Linked DNA regions of Capsicum annuum: region 2 is linked to region 1. The links are chromatin contacts, called in public Hi-C maps. All regions are on one chromosome and are shown on one strand. The core of a region is the stretch at or near the end of the contact, and the rest is flanking DNA. Distances in the headings are between cores, read along the strand shown. Region 1 has its middle 9.3 kb from the start of LOC107855012. Region 2 has its middle 12 kb from the start of LOC107855040.

Region 1 (5,718 bases), core at 2,897-5,396:
TTTTTTTTTTGCAACATTTTAATTTCAGTTTTCACGTGACATCTTTACGACCACAAGAATTAAGAACATTTTGATATATTTGACATAATTTTAATTTAAAATTATAAAATTAAAATGTTCTTTTTAATTCTTTTCTTAAATATCATGTCAAGTTAAAATAGATTTTATTTTTTAAAACAAAGAAAGTAAGAAAATTTCAACTTATACTAATAATAAATATAAAAATTATTTATATTTATATGTATAACACTATTTGAGGCCTAAAGCTATTGCTTCGGTGGCTTTAGGGCCCAGCCCATGGCAATCATATGGATCGTCTTCTGTCACTCTCCATGTCGAGAAAAGTTCAAGTACAACAAATTGAACAACGATAAAAAATTTGAATGTACACTTTCAAAGGAACTTGCAATTGATGCGGGCATTGTGGAGTATTTTTTATAGAACCATCACTCATATTTCGATCTAATGGGATGGAGGGAGGAGGACAACGACGATGAAGAAATGGATGATGTGGAATTTTTGTAATTTAACATCACGATTTTTTTTTCTTTACGAATGATTGATGTATTTTCATTTGTCTTTGATGATTCTTAGTTAAGTAGTTTTATTGTAGTTCTTTGTGTAGAAGTTTGAGAGTTGCGTAATATCTTGTGGATGTAACAGTGTTCTTTAAATGATTTGTTGTTGATGGTTATACTATTGTGACAGTATAGATGCATACATGTGTTAATAAGAGACACATAACAAGTTTGAGTAGAAAAATATTTGTTTTTCATAGGTTATGGCATCGTGATCTCATGTAACAATTAAGAGACACATATTATTATGAAAGATACATGTTATTTTGCGAAAATTTTGACTTTTGAAGAGTCGCCACTTAATTTTGAAAAGAAATTAAGAAACCTTTATAAGATACTTTAAATGATTCAAAATAAAAAAATCATTTAAATTTCGAAGATTCTGAGTAAGCAATTCCTATTAACGTTTCAAGAAGGTTTTAGGACACCTCAAACGTCCGCTAACTTACGGTTATTCGTACTGTTTAAAAACATCTTTTGACTAACTTTAAAAAGATTAATTTGTTGAAAAGTGATTAATTTTAGGAAACGACTCTGCAAAATAAATTTGGACGACTTAGTAGGAATTTTAACTAAGTCTAAACAAATGAAAGGCAAATAAGCACATAAAGGGAAAAAGGGAGAAAATAAAAGACTTAGGCCATCAAGCCCAAATTAATAAACCCTGTCCTAATCTAATTGAACTTTTGGCCCACTTGCACCTGTCCTAATCTAAATGTTGGACTTTAGCCCGTAACTTATCCAAAACTAATTTTTCAAGCTCGTTGGCCCACAATCTGCTCCACTTGCATTAAATTTACAACTTTAGCTTCGAGGCCCAAATGAATGACTTATGAAGAAGAAATAAATAAATAAATAATTATAAAGAGACAACAATAAATGAATGAATATAAATAAAAATGAGACTTTCGAGTCTCTTCACCACTTCAAAGACAGGATTTTAGCCCATTCTTCTTCTTTCAACTCTTTACATTTGTATGCCATGAGATTGTCTCCTTTGGGCCTTCGAAATCGACTCATGAGGGATGGGCCTCAATGGCCCACATTGATAATGCAACAATGGGAATAGAGTCCGTTTGGACCCCAAAGTGGATTTTCACATGCAAAGGAAAAAAGAAAAGAAATCAAAACATTTCCGAAATATGAATAGAAAAAGAAGTAAACAGATTAACACATTCGAAAGCTGACCCCCAGATACTGCCTTATTCAAAATCAATTTTAAAAGTAAAAACGGCAAGTGATGACCATTTGAGGCATCCAAGTTTTGCGATAAGTGAATAGGACCAAAAAACAAGCAACAATGAAAACAAAGATAAAATAAGGAGGAGATATCAGATATTCAATCAAATAAGCAAACACCTTAATGACCTCAAACATACTAGATTCTTCTTCTTAACCCTCCGAGGTTCAAGGATTAGTGCAGACAACATGCTAAAATAAAGCACTCGCAAACCAGGCAAAAATATTGAGAAAATTAAACATATTCGAAAGAGTTGGGAAAATATTCATGCTATGAAGTATTCATGGATACCCCGAAAGCCAAAAGGGAACAAAGAATAACACTAAAAGGGAATCAAATGGAATCTGAAATATGAGAAATAAAACCTTAAACATAATCTGATCATATAAACAACATTGGGCAGATAAACGAATCTTCTCCAACTTATAGAAGCAACGATATATGGACTAGTCTCCACTGTTAAACCTGACTAGATTGTCATTGACTTATGAGAAGCAGATGCTAAAATGAGTGGATAGACCAATCTTCTAAGAAATGCTCCAAGAGAACAACCAACAGTCAACATAATCAAACGAGGATCAATTTCTGTGAAACCAGACTTGCTTCTCTTAGAGGATTAAAACTTTCATATTCCATGACTCAACCTTAGTCAATACAACGATTTCTCACTATCAAACTTGAATACTGAAAGAGTTTTAATTCTTGAAAAGAACATTTATTTGACCTTTACAAAGAAATCTAAATCCGGCAACTAAGTATATCTCATCCTCCTCCTCTACTTAATTCATTCAAAAGCAACTTTTACACGTTAAGAAGGCCATGGAGGGATCCTTGAATGAGATGACTTTTACTTGTGAAATTATTCCCCTGTTTCCATTGACATTATGTGTCAAGGAAACTTAGGAGTGATCCTACTAAAAGAAGGACAGTTTCCTAAGCTTAAAAATTCAAGTAAGTGATGGAGAAAACAGAAGTGATAGTTAAACGAGTGGAGTAAACATTGAGTAAACATTGATTAACAAAGGCTAAACCAGTTATGAGAATGATTCTGCGCTCACTACAGACATGCACCCATTATGCCCGTTAGCCTCAAGGGTCAAAACAGACAGAAGGTAGTCTGAATCTGTCCAAAAACCATTATCACTGACCATAGACTAAGAACAAAATTTAGGAGGGTCGGAGCGAATCAAAACAAAACTATACAAAAAAAAGATGCAAATAAACTAAGATATTCGAACATCGAGACGGCAAGTCAAATCGTAGTACTTGGAAGATGAAAATAGCATGCTGGGAATGAAGGAAATTTAATGTTACAACAAAATCATGAAATTTAAACCAACCAACTCAAAACTCTAACCAAATTAAAAGGAAAAATTACACATTTCGACTTTCGTCCAACACATTAAGGTCAGACGATGATCTAACATCTCACAACGGGAGCCTTTAACTCAAGATAATGCAAGAAACAGAGAAATGCAACGATTCAAGAGTACGGTGCTTCAGCAAGTAATCCTACAGCCGCCAAGGCTTCTACAGTAATCAGTCCCAGCACACAAAAGCTATCCCAAAAATAGCTACTAAGACTATAAAATGACTAAAAGAACAAGGAAAATGGAAACTAAAGGATGCAACATTACCTATTTCGGAGCAGCAAAATAGGACCATGAGCTCCATTCGGGATCAACCACCACCGGAAGGTGTCGTCGGCGTCAACTCCGGAACTTCGATTAGCCGACGAACTTCACCGAACAATTATTTTGACTTTAAAAATAGACTGTGGTTTTGCTCCCAGTTTTTCTTTTACCTTCTGAGAGCCTCCTCCTCCTTTTTTTATTTACTCTACAATCTCCTTTTTATAGAAAGAAATAGGGCTCCCTTTTGAGCTCCCACCGATGTGGGATTAGAAAAATTGAAGGGTAATCTCGACATTTTTGTAGGAAAAATTCAAATTTTGAAATTGAGGATAGGGTTTTGTTGAGTTGGAAATCGTACCATTCAGTACGGATTGAAATTTTGAACATTAGTGGCTGAGTTTTCCAGCTTCTAGAATTTTTGTTGAAGCCATGGCGGATACAGGTTGGGTTACCAGGTTGACATCGCGATTGAGTTCAGGTCAGCTGGTTTAGAGTGTTGCAAGGTTTGTCGGGTCGGCGCGGGCTGACCCGTTCATCGTTGTTGTCGTTCACCGTTGGTCGTATAGTTGCTGATGTTCGATGTTGTTGAAGTCGTTTTGGAAGCTGGTGTATTGTTGTCGTTGTTCTATTGTTGCTGATTAAGGAATGAAAGGTAAATTGGGCTGGGTCGTTGTAGTATTGGGCTGAAGTTGGGACGAAATTGCTTTGGGTTGGGGTAGCTGATATGCAATTTGGGCCGTCTGTGTGGGCTGTTGTTGTTGGGTTAATAGTAATTGGGGCTAGTGGGATGCTTGTTGAAATGGGCTATTTTTTTTTTCGATTAATAATGGGTAGATTTGGTCAATTTTGGGGATTTGGCCAATTCGTTTAAGTTTTGGCCATATTGAAAATCAATTGACCAATTGCATCGTAATTATGATCAATTTGATTTCAATTATGGTCAAATCTAATAGATTGGCTAAATGAAATAAAAAATTTGAAATGAACTAATACCTCATTTAACCCCGGGCTTCTTGATTCGATAAAATAAAATAAATGTCTACCCAAATAAATTATTTTTGATAATAAATTATATTTAAATCAAGATTTTAATTATTATATTTATTTTTAAGGTAATCTTTAATTAAAATCTGATATTCCATAGAATAAATATTTAAGTGACAAAATTATATATATATTTCGTATAATTGAATACGATAATATATAATCGCCATTTAAAATGTCGAAATTACCCAAATAATATTTTGGAAAGATTTTTATCTAAACAAATAAATGTTGTAATTTATTTAAAATCGAAGAAACTCGAAATTAAATTTAGTTATGGAGGACAAAAATTAGGTGTCAACACATGTATCTATAACAAGAGGTACATTTTTTAAAGTCTGTAAGAGAAACATACTACATTATAACATTCTTATATGTATCTCTTATTGTACTAATATGCATGCCTCTTATACATGTTACTTGAAGTTACCTAACACGAGATAGATAAATTAGATTTGTAATGTACATGTAGATACAAGATGACAAAACGTATCTGATGTTGTGAAAGATATATTAGAAATCTTTGGACTTGACATTTAACAATCATATAACAAGAGATACACAATACATTATAATAATCTTATATGTATCTCTTACATTCAAACTAATATGTATGGCTCTTATACATATTACACTGAGTAATCAAACAATAGATATATGTAGTATATGTGCAATGTGCACAGAGGTACAAGACGACAAAACGTATCTAATGTATTGAAATATGTGTTTGACACATGTGTATATTTACAATCAACTTATATGTGATAGATATAATTATATTCTTGTACAACACTTCAACTGAAATACTTTTTATAGATAATCAACATGTACTATACTTTTAATACTTCTTAACAGGACACTTGAAATATTCAACTAGAATAGTTCAACTGAGATACATATATCTTGGACAACACACTTCATACACTACAATGAGATATATTACAATATATAAGTGAGATTGTTGATTGATTATTTATTAGTGAAGAATTGATACATAACTTGAGACACAAATCTATCAATAGAATAAAAAGTACGTAGATACATTATACTATAGAATTTTTGCATCGAAATACATTACTATAGATAGAATTTAAGAGAGATACATAAGACTATTATGTATCTGACTTATAGATTTGACATATTTTCAATAATTAAATTGGCGTAAATTTCTCAATGATGATCTAACCAAAAATTATAGAAATAACATTATGCCCTCTAGGAA
Region 2 (5,961 bases), core at 2,655-5,154, 65 kb before region 1:
AGGTTCGTTACATAGTTGATGGTAATGCGGCACCATTATTGATTCGTAATGAGATGAGTGTACTCTTATTTCAGTTATGGAAAGGTATGTCATTGAGCAGTCCTTCAATTTCTATGCAAAAAGATCTGACAAAAAAAGATTTGCATCTTGTTTAGCGTTTCAAAAGTAGTTATTTGTCTCTTATTTATTGAATTATGTATCTAACATAAATTGATTGTTGTTTTACGCAATTCTATTTTTGTTATGTTAAGCAGGCTGAGATATATTTGGCCTAACTAGATGCATTTTTTCTTTATCTTGTATCTCTGATTCTGGTTGCGTATATATATGTATCTCTTTATGTTTTAGTTTTAGTAATATAAGCATACCAAAGATAGATGCATATTAGTAGTGTTAAAGATACATATTGTGCACGATGGTACATGTATGTATCTCTCGTTAATTTTTTCTATACGATAAATAAGGATCTGAAGAAAAGGTTTGGTTGCAACGAAAATGTTGTGCAAGATAAAGAGCTTGGCAAAGTGATACAACTTCAAGGTGATCAAAGGAAGAATGTTTCTCATTTCCTTGTGATTATTGGTGTCGTTAAGAAGGATCAGATCAAGATTCCTGATTTCTAAGTTGTTTGGGCTATTTGGGGTTTGGAGTTATTGAAGCATAGTAATATATAAGCTGTTTGCATTTATTATTTCATGGGGTTGGTCTTTGGTTAATGCCTATAAGATCTTGTCATGAGTTTCTTCTGAATTTTGGTTGTATTCTTATTTCAGATCATAATAAATTTGATTTTCTTGAACTAATTTTGTTGTGCTTATCATTATCCTGATTCCTGACCTTGCATAGTTCTTACTACAAACATGATGAACATAACTAACTAGAGATTAGTGGATCTTGAAAAAACATCCATCCTCTCTGAACCCCACTTGTGAAATTATACTTTTAACTCGTTTTCGGAGCTCACTCGTGGAATTATACGAGGTATGTTGATGTTGTTGTTGAGCAATAATTCAATCACAGTGAATTGATTTAGGATGTGGTATATCTTTTTTCTTTTTTTTTGACTGAATTCAAATGCTTAAGTAATTCAGCTGTCTAAGCAGAAGTTGAAAAAAGTGCTACCTATGTTTTTATTTATGTTCTATTGTGTGAAGAAACTAAAGAACTAGTGAAGCACAGACCTCAATTACTTTGCTTGAATTGATCGAACTTAGAAGAATATCTCGTGTCGATTATCACAGTAATTGTGGCTATTTTTGAGATAATATTGCGAGATTTCACTCAATCCAGACTAGCGGAAAGTAACCAATACGTTTAAACTCATGACACATATTGTTCGCTTTATGACTCATATTTTTTTTTTTGAAAGCTTGCAAATTTAAAATCATGCTAGATTTCACCTTGTCAATTGCCTATAACAGGGCCATATGATAACTTTGGAAGCTTTACTATGTATTAAAACAAAATTATTTTCAAACTTATCCAACAATTAAGAAACGAACAAGCTAAAACACCATTCCTGACAAAGTTGCTGGTTCTATCTTTGTTGGCAAGCACCAAAGAGTACAAAAATAGAAATGTTGCAGATAGTTTATCCTGAGTTTGCAAGTTTATTAGGAAATTGAAGCTGATTAATGATCTTTACTAAAATGGACACATAACCCATTCAGCATAAAATGTAATGAAATCTTCGACATGTAAAATACTTCATTCACTTAGGGGTGGACTAAATCAAAACCTTATAAGTCCCAAACTGATGCAGTTTACACAAGGGAGGAAAAATCGCGCCACAAGACAAAATAGATACACTCAGCAAAGACTGTCTTGAACAGAGAAAATATACATATTTTCTAGTCGAGAACGATAAAAAATCTCAACTAGCAATAATTTCTTATGCATACATGCATGCCTGATGGTTCTTATGGGAGCAACCCAAGAGCTCGTAGTTCATATTTTCAAGAATAACTCTTCTGCAACTTGCCCGCGAGAAGGAGACTCGTGCAACTAGAAGAGCTTGCCTGGATATATAGCTTCACTTCTCATCATTGTGCAGAATTCGTCGTAGTTGATTCTTCTATCCTGAAAATTAAACTTACTAACATGTATCTTTGGTATGCTAATTTCACTAAAACTTAAAAACAAGAAATACATATAAAACTTAAACAGCTAACAACAGATACAAGATATTGAAAAAAGTATCACGTATGTCTAAATATGTATCTAAGCCTAAAATTATCAGATCTGAAATAACAAGAGATATATAAATCTACAATACCACACAACTAGATATACAAAAAAAACTTAAAATGTATCTGTTATTTTATAAAATATGTATCTTTGCAATTCAAAGTTTAAACCTCCCAGATCAACTAAACCACAATTTTACATTTGACAGTAATTAGGCAAACTTACAATTTTGATCTAGTAGCAATAATTTCTTTACGTTGACAAAAATTACGGAAATATCAATAATTATTTTACATTGACAGAATTTAGGGAAGCTTACAATTTTGATCTAACAGAAATAATTTTAGATTAGGCAAACTTACAATTTTGATCTAATAACAATAATTTCTTTACGTTGACAGAAATTAGGGAAATAGCAATAATTATTTTACATCGACAGAAATTAGGCAAGCTTACAATTTTGATCTAACAGAAATAATTTTTTTACGTTGACAGAAATTAGGCAAACTTTCAATTTTGATCTAGTAGCAATAATTAGGAAAACTTACAATTTTGATCTAGTAGGAATAATTCTTTTACATTGACTGAAATTAAGGTAACTTACAATTTTGATCTAATAGTAAAATTTTTCTTACATTGACATATATTAGGCAAACTTATAATTTGTAGTCCTGACGTTACGATTATCACAAAGAATATGAAACCTAAACACTTTCTATAAAAAAAAAAATAAAAAAAAATAATTATATATAATTCAAGTCAATGATAGTTCATGTGAGCTAATAGCAATAAAATTTGAGAAAAAATAGGTCAACCTACAACTTAGAATTCGCAGAGATCGTCAGATCGGAACAAAATGGATAAGCAAAGTTTGAAGTGGGATCAACTTTTTGTAGATGAAGTATGTACTTGGGGGAATCAGCTTGTTGTAGATGGAAGAATCAACTTGCTGAAGAAGTAAAGTACGGGGAAGTGAAATTGGGCCGTCATGGATCCTAAGTTGGGCCAAACATACAAGGTAATTACAAAAATCTCTAACTAATTATGTATCTTCACATATCTAAAATCGAAAAAATATATATCAAAAGCTAATTATGTATCTTTAGAAGAAATTTTTTTATCTTCGTTGGATGTATTATGTATTTTGACAACCTAAAATTTGAAAAAAGATGTATCGGGAGCTAATTATGATCCTGACAAAGGAAACAAGTGTATCTTCGTTGGACGTATTAGAAGCTAATTATATTTCTCGACAGACCTGAAATCGAGATTTTCAGTGATTATATAAAATGTTGAGATTTTTTATAACTAAGCTATAAACTATCGGAATGTATGTTGTTTATCCTTATGTGATAATTCTAAGAAAGCGTTTGACTATGTTTCATAGTGAAAAAAGAAGGAAAAAAATAGTGCTTTTTTTGGAAAGTGAAAAAATGTTTTTTGGAAATACGAGTCGTATTTGGTTATGGAATAAATTGGAGTTGTTCTTTGTATTTTTGTGAGTAATTTGAAATGAAAAGGTCAAAACAATTGAAAATTTTTAATGTTTTTTGAAGAAAAAGTTAATAAAGTGAGAATAAAATTTGGGCCGAATTTAATGGGTTATTATCCATTTGATTCGAGAAGTTAAACTAATTTGGACTTGTACCTTGCAAATAAGGCCCAAATCCTTCTATCAAATTGGCATCAAATAAGGCCCTAATATTTAGATCAAGCTGGCATCAAATGAGCCCCAAATCCTTCAATCAAGAGGGCATTGAAGTAGAAAGGAATGTGTCTGTGCTAGTGGGTAGATGTGCTTTATCACGTTGTTCGTGCTAGTAGTCATAGTGCTTTGCTTGTGATGTCCTTTTTTAAAAATTTCAGTGACGTATGTTATTTGGGATAGATCAATTGTACTATTATTTCGTGACAGTTTTGTTTCTGTTACTATCTGTTGTTTCGTTACTATCTATTGTTTCTTGTTCTTACATTATGTCTTTTTCTAGATTGTTTTGTCTTGAGCCGGTGATTTATTGAAAATAACCTCTCTACCTCACCTATGACGTAATGATACATATTGCATACACTCTACCTCAGACCCCATTTTGTGGAAATATACTAGGTATCACAAAAATTCGAGAAAATAAAAAAATAAAAATGTTATGGTGCCACATTAAGAAATTGATATATTTGAATTGGTCCTTTTACCAACCCCTCTTATTTTTTGTTATTTTTTCAAACTTCACCAACCCCTCTTATTTTTTGTTATTTTTTCAAACTTCACCAACCCCTCTACTGACAACTAGATGTCGAGGGTTCGTGCCAGCACAGTCCCAATATATGTTATTTTTTAGTTTCAATTTATATGACATAGATAAAATTTAGATAATAAATAGCCAATTATATTTTAAAAATAATTAAATTTTTTAATTCTTGAGATTTATAGTACTTTTTTTCTATTACAATTTAAGTGGTACTGATATAATTTCTGGAGCCAATCAAATATACACACGTTTTAGTTCTTGTTATGATACGATAATGAATTTAATCATACGATATAAAAACAACACGCGACTGGACATATAGGACATATGTATCTCACATAATTTGTTAAGGAGGTAGCCGATTTGGACACTGCCCAAGTTGAAGAAAGCTTGAGAGACCTCAAGAGAAAGATATTAGGAAACTATGTCCACTAAATCTAGAATATATAGGAAGAAATCACCCGGTTTTTGTTTCTGTAGGAAATTGTAGAAGTTGATACTCAAACTCGGACTCAGTTGGCAAGTAAGAATTTTAACTTTGAGTGTGTATATCTAGACTATTATTTTTGGGTAAACAATCTATATATTTTCATAAACACTTCAACACAAGTTCAAGACTATATCATGAATGCCTTTGAAGTTTTTAACACCTTCAACAAAAGTTCTTCGAGAACTATCAAAAAAGTATGTTATTTAAAGAAATAAGATGAAGAAGAAATAGAACTAAATCCTCCGAATTCACGGAGTGTACTTAAGGAATTAATTTTCCTCAAGTACTCGAGGTTGTGGAATTTTTCCTCCCAAGATAAAATGGCTCACAATTAGAATGTAGCGGTACCTCAAACCTTCTGATTCTTCGAACACACTCAAACACAGATGATCACAAGGAGTTTTTTTAGAAGTAGAAGAGTGTTTTTTAATGTAGAAATTTTTTTCATCCTACCCGAGAAAAAAAGTTCAGATATTTATAGCCATCAAATGCCCCTTTGGAAAGGAAGCAATGGTTCATGGAAGGGTGTATCGTTTTTGAACAGTCATGTTTGTCCATTCTGAAACATGTCTTTTATGAACTGTCACATCCGACCGAACAGTCACCCCTTTTTCCAAATAGTGTGTCTTTTCATCAAGGGTTGTACCCCTCCATTTTCTATTCACACCAAGTGAATCCAATAACCCCTACATGAATGGGGAATGACTACTCTTTATAAAACTTTACGGACAAGTATGTGATCAAAAAGCCAAAACTGATTGCATCTGGATAAGTTGGTTTTCCTTTGAACTTTCCGTAGTGAACATGTATCGGATGCACTCGGTCAATCGGTAGATTTGATATCTTTGAATCGTCGAGATTTAATGTACACCTAGACAACACATGTCACACAACCAGCCTTTTACCATTTATCGTTCTCACAATTTTGATCGTCTCAGCCATGAACATATCCTGGTTTCACAAGAGCTTAGAGAATAGACCTTTACAACATTCTCCTTGAAGCGGCTTCAACTTCACCCACACATAGGTAATTTCTAA

The links. Hi-C and Micro-C count contacts between places; a contact is called where the count stands out from the background.
Region 2: a Hi-C map of leaf shows a contact between it and region 1, with 2.3 times the contacts expected there. The contact joins two enhancer-like sites. A contact is called at or near these places in 3 of 5 Hi-C or Micro-C datasets (bud, leaf and placenta).

The regions. Positions count from the first base shown.
Region 1 is chr7:203,926,054-203,931,771 of UCD10Xv1.1, reverse strand. No RefSeq gene overlaps it. Among protein-coding and RNA genes, the nearest start is that of LOC107855012, 9.3 kb to the right of the region's middle. Within about 2 kb of position 4,146, at least 5 of the 5 cell types and tissues checked have an H3K27ac peak or open chromatin away from gene starts, as enhancers often do. A contact at or near this core is called in bud and leaf, where this site is marked.
Region 2 is chr7:203,990,179-203,996,139 of UCD10Xv1.1, reverse strand. No RefSeq gene overlaps it. Among protein-coding and RNA genes, the nearest start is that of LOC107855040, 12 kb to the left of the region's middle. Within about 2 kb of position 3,904, at least 5 of the 5 cell types and tissues checked have an H3K27ac peak or open chromatin away from gene starts, as enhancers often do. A contact at or near this core is called in bud and leaf, where this site is marked.